2 separate regions of the Danio rerio genome follow, and region 2 is linked to region 1. Evidence: chromatin contacts called from public Hi-C data. All regions are on one chromosome and are shown on one strand. Each heading gives the region's core, a stretch centred on a gene start, on an enhancer-like site or on the middle of the called end of the contact. The rest is flanking DNA. Distances are from core to core; before and after follow the strand shown. Region 1 has its middle 69 kb from the start of pkdcca. Region 2 holds the start of pkdcca (protein kinase domain containing, cytoplasmic a).

Region 1 (2,700 bases), core at 145-2,644:
TCATAATACTGAACCACTGTGATGACAGACTTTGGCTGAGGTGTTTTTACAATGACCAAAACAACACTTTTGTTATGGCATGGTCTCTTATAACAAAACCACATGACTTGTTTTTTTCTAAGAGGGATAGATAAGAGGGATAGTTTGTCCCTCTTAGTTGTGTGCATTATAATAATAGTTGTTGTTGTTGTTGTTGTTTATTATTAAATGTGCATTTTCAAAACTTATTTGCATCTTGCCATATCTTTACTGCTGTTGTTGTTGTTATTAATTTGTTATTTTTATTATTATTAAATGCATATTTTCAAAATGTATTCACATCTTGCTGTATCTATTTACTTATTGTTGTTGTTTTCAAAAAATGGCATCTTGCTGTATCCATTTACCTTTTATTATTATTATTATTATTATTATTATTATTTATTAGAAAATGCACATTTTCAAAGTTTAATTTATTCACATCTTGCCACAGTTGTTGTTGTTGTTGTTGTTGTTGTTGTTGTTGCTATCATTATTTTAATTTTTTATTAAATGCACATTTTCAAAATTTATTTGCGTCTTGCTGTATCTATTTAACTTTTATTATTGTTGTTATTATTATTATTATTATTATTATTATTATTATTATTACTGCACATTTTCAAAATTTTATTTATTCACATCTTGCCACATCTATTTATGTTGTTGTTGTTTATTTTAATATTAAATGCAAATTTTTTAAATTTATTTGCATCTTGCCGTGTCTATTTCATGTTGTTGTTGTTGTTGTTGTTGTTGTTGTTTAAAAAATGTATTCGCATCTTGTTGTATCTAATCACCTTTTGTTATTATTATTAAATGTGCATTTTCTAAAATATTCTCATCTTGTCATATCTATTTACCATTATTATTATTATTATTATTATTGTTATTACACTGTTAAAAATATATAATCAATTGGTCCTGACAACATGTTTTTATATCATTGTAACTTATAAAATTAAATTAAAACTTAGTTTAATAAGTTACACTGTTTTAAGTCAGTTTAACATAATATAAGTTCAATGGACTCTTAAGGTTGATTTGTTTCAGCTTAAAAATTAAGGCAACCAGGATTTTTTTCTTAGTGTATTAAATGCACATTTTCAAAATGTATTTGCATCTTGCCATATCTATTTAGCTTTTTTTCCGTAACATTTCAAAATGTGCATAAAAATAGGTGAATGCAAACATCGCTAGTGTGTGTGTGCATTTTGTCCCATCAGCAGAAGCTCTCTGTGTCCGTCTCTTAAAAGTCCTTTACCATTGTAGTATTTTTTTTCCTTCTGTCGTTTCTTTCATGCTGTGATGAGCAGCACGGTGTCTGCATTCCTCTCGCATTCCTACTTCATCACGCTGACCTGTTCTGCTACACACTTCTGAACACACACACACACATACATACACATGACTGAGACAAAGGGCCAGATTTACTTAACAGGCAAATTAGCGAGAAGGCGCACAGTCCCATTAAAGCCAATAGGAGATGGAGCAAGAGAGACCGCAGTTCTGCAAGTGAGCTCCTAACAATGCACAAGTTTAGAGCATCTGAAATGGCATACTTCCTAAACAGTTAGTGAAAAACCGTATGCGAGAAGAATAGCGTGTGCAACACTGGCTCACTGGGAAAATGTGCCCATGGATACATTTTTGAGAACCAAGAAAAATATGTGCTTGTGGGTACATTCTGTACAGTGCATCAGAAAGTATTCATATCACTTAACTTTTTCCAAATATTTTTCAGTGTTACAGCCTTGTTCCAAAATTGATTAAATTCATTTATTCCCTCAAAAAAAAAAAAAAAAAAAAAAAAAGTTTGGCCCAGAATTCAAGAATTCATTGAGAGTGTATAAACTCGACAAAGGGACTAATCTCTGTGACAGAAGTGACCGATCTTAATATAATACAACAACTTAAGTGTATTTGTTTCCACATTTACTTTAATTACAACATTTGTTATAGATTTTTCTTACCCACATGACTCTGTACAGCACAGCATGTCACCATGACTTTGGAGCTGGCCCATTTTAAATGTCCGAATTTCTGAAATACATGCAGCTTGAGTTAAAAAATCTGCGTAATACACACACACACACACACACACACAATGTGCAATCGTGTGTATTCAAGGACACTGGACAAATGTCTATATATCCGGTCCAAACTCCTGTCCTCTCACTCATAAAAAATCGGCCAGCTCAACATTTCTCATCTCTGTTCACGACGCAGTTTAAGCCTTTCCATATCCAAGATAAGCTTCTCCAAATACAAATACATCATGTGGATGTTTTAATCTATTCAAGACGTGAAATCTCTCAGAGAAAGCTGCTGAGAGCCGTAGGAGACCCGAGACTGTTTTCCATTTATTTTCAACACAGTAACACCCTGACCTGAAAAAAATTAAACACGCACACGTTTGTATTTCAGTCGTCTAAATGTGGGACACAATAAAAGTCTACTGTTTTTACACACCAATCTATAAAATAAAAATACAAATGTACATATTAGCATGAACACTGATAGACTTCTTGAATTTGTTAAATTAAAATGTTTTTTTTTTTATCATTTTATCATTGTAGGACACCCGATCCACCTACTTACCTGTTCACTATTTATCCTCTTACCGTACGTTCACACCGAAAGCGGCGAGAGCGTCCCACGTCACTCTGGCCGCCCTGGCAA
Region 2 (2,853 bases), core at 273-2,772, 69 kb before region 1:
TTGTAAAGTAGCCTATTTATTTATTTATTTATGAATCCCAGCAAACACTTTTATGTTTAATAGACGTCTAATATACATCTAAAAGTAAACAGCTTGGCTAAAACGAGGCTAAACTTCACTGAAAAAAAATATTCAAAGATGATTCCTTTGATTTACTTAATTTCTTTAAGTTAAGGGGTTGTAAACAATTTATTTGGGCTAAATATAAACAAACAAATTAAGCTGAAAATTATTAAATTTAATTTGTTTGTTTAAACTCAACACATATAAATTATTTGCAACAATTTAGCAGACATAATTTTTTTCTAATAGACATCTTGGAATAGTCCAAAACTAGACTAGTCGTCAAATAGACAGATCAGACAGACTGTAAATGTGTAGTCATTCATTTCTGCATTTTTGATGACTAGTTTTGGCCTATTTTTAGATGTCTATTAGATTTTCTCTGACAGCCCAAATTTAGTCTTGTTTTAGCCCCAGACGATATGTTTAGACGTCTATTAGACATGTTTTGAAAACAAAAGATGCTTGTCAAATAACAGCAAATATGAATAAATGTTAAGAAGGGAGTTTAAAACAGGCTAATAACTATAAAAGTTTTGTTGTTGTTGTTGTTGTTAGCATGTGTAGTCTTTTTTTTATATTTGAGTCAAAATGATGATACATTAGTACTGCAATTTACAAAAGCCACCCACTAAAATGTTGCTAATTTATTGTAATTTTGCTAATTCATACTTATTTGTAAATTACACACAGTCAAGAAGAAACACTTTTCCCTATAATGTGGCATTTTTGTAATTATTTACCAAATTAGCCTGGAAACTTTAGCAGAACAAAAGGAGAAATTTTGAAGAATGTGCTGGTCACTTTTTTATGTAGTTTTCTAATGTCGGATGGCATTGCAAATGTTTCACTTTGCGTTCTAAATGTTTGGCAACTCCTTGCATAAATCCATCTACATGCATTCAAACTGCCTAACACATGATGTTTGCATTCCTTTCTGAAGCTTGATATCAATATTCGTACAGTCGCTTTGTGAAAAAGACTTTCCTTGCATTCCGCAGAAGAACGCGCTAATGCGGGTCCAAGGCAGCATGCGGGTGAGTAAACCAGTTTAATTTGGGAGTGCACTATTCCTTTAAGTCAGAAGTGCAGCTTTTCCACAGAAGCAGAGGGCCGAGTCGATTGCCAGTCAAGGTGACGTCAGACCGATCGAGAGACGCGCTCGGGCTCGGTGCTGCTGCGGCGCGCGCTCGAGACCCCCGCCAACCGAGCGCACACGCGCAACTGTCACCATGATCAGCCTTATATGGGGTGGATCTTAAATCATAACTGCAAGATGAAGACAGCATCATCATAGAGAGGGCAGCATCATAGACTTAATTCCTCGGGATCCTGAAGCCTTCACGCCGCACAATACTACACTCCGGCACGGCCAGACTGCCTGCAGCTGCCAGGCGGGTAGGCGGAGGCTGGAAGGGGGAACACATCTATTTTCTGCTAATAATCATAAGTAATAAAATGAAGCGGAGAAAGATGGTGGTAGCGGCGGGCTTCTGCGTCTCGTTCATCTTGGGCACGCTGATGAATTTATTGTTCATTCCGGGATTCGAGCACCACAGCGAGCGGGTGCACCGCCACCACCACCACCACGAGAAACATACGGACGCTCCTGCCCGGCTTCAGATCGACGACTCGCCGCCGGTAGAACCGGCCACTGTTGGGCGACTCTCTGAGCTCCAGCGGCAAATACGCGAGCGGCTGGACGAGGTTTTGCGGTACCGACAGGCGCACTGGCTCGGCACCGGACCTCTGGAACGCCGGCGACTAATGGACCTGGAGCAACGTAGCGAGTGGGAATCATACAAAGGAATTGAGAAAATTAATCATTACGATCCATCGCGATCGACTCCCGCAGTGTCCATAGCAACAAAATCGCACCGGGAGATTACGCGCGAGTCGGGGCTCGGCTGCGGCAGTATCGATAACGTTACCAATGTCCAGTATTTGGGCTCTGGATACACAAAGGCGGTTTACAGGGCAGCTTTGAACAGCAGCTTCTCCGTCGCGTTAAAATCAGTCGATTTTGGAGGTCACGACATGGAGAATTGTGTGAAGAAATACGCATCGTCTGCAGACTGTTACAAACTCGCATCCTTCAAAATTATCAAGGAAATGACGCTGATGGAGAGACTGCAGCACCCCAACATTCTCAAGGTAATGTGGATTATATTGTAAAATTGTTTTGGAATCACACTTCATTGGTGTTCAAATTATATATATATATATATATATATATATATAATTATATATATATAATTATATATATATATATATATATATATATATATATATATATATATATATATATATATATATATATTTATATATATATATATATATAGTGCTCAGCAATTTTGCGTACATCCCATTTTCAAAATGAATATTTCTCAATAAATATAGGTATTTTGGTGCAAAACAGGTTTATTAAACAGATATATTTATTAAAATATAATTTTAGCCACCGAACATCTTTACAAATAGAAAGATAATACGTTTAAATATTTTCCCCTAACATATAAATTAGACCTACACATTTTTGGACTGTTTTTGTAAACTATTTTGTTAGATTAGCTCGAGATTTGGCTTCTTTGACTAATCTAATGTATGCACAAATCCTTCCTATAGAAATATGAATTTAAGTGAGAGATTTGTGAGGGCTGTTGACTTCTTATATTTGCCGAGCACTGTATATATAGGCTATACATGTGATTAAATTCTAAACAGCATTAGCTTTATCATATAGTATTCAAAGTAGGTTATAAACTCATTATCTTTAATTTGCGTTTGCCA

What was found. A called contact is a pair of places that touch in the nucleus more often than the background predicts.
Region 2: a Hi-C map of embryo shows a contact between it and region 1, with 1.6 times the contacts expected there. The contact joins the promoter of pkdcca here to the enhancer-like site in region 1. A contact is called at or near these places in 2 of 18 Hi-C or Micro-C datasets (embryo and an unstated tissue).

The regions. Positions count from the first base shown.
Region 1 is chr13:3,028,490-3,031,189 of GRCz12tu, reverse strand. It overlaps a transcript of fbxo9 not described here and a transcript of pkdcca not described here. Among named protein-coding and RNA genes, the nearest start is that of pkdcca, 69 kb to the left of the region's middle. Within about 2 kb of position 1,394, at least 7 of the 62 cell types and tissues checked have an H3K27ac peak or open chromatin away from gene starts, as enhancers often do.
Region 2 is chr13:3,097,821-3,100,673 of GRCz12tu, reverse strand. It overlaps pkdcca (protein kinase domain containing, cytoplasmic a), which reads left to right and starts at 1,522. Exons shown (of 7, transcript NM_001161598.1): 1 at 1,522-2,217. The coding sequence starts at 1,522. It also overlaps a transcript of fbxo9 not described here.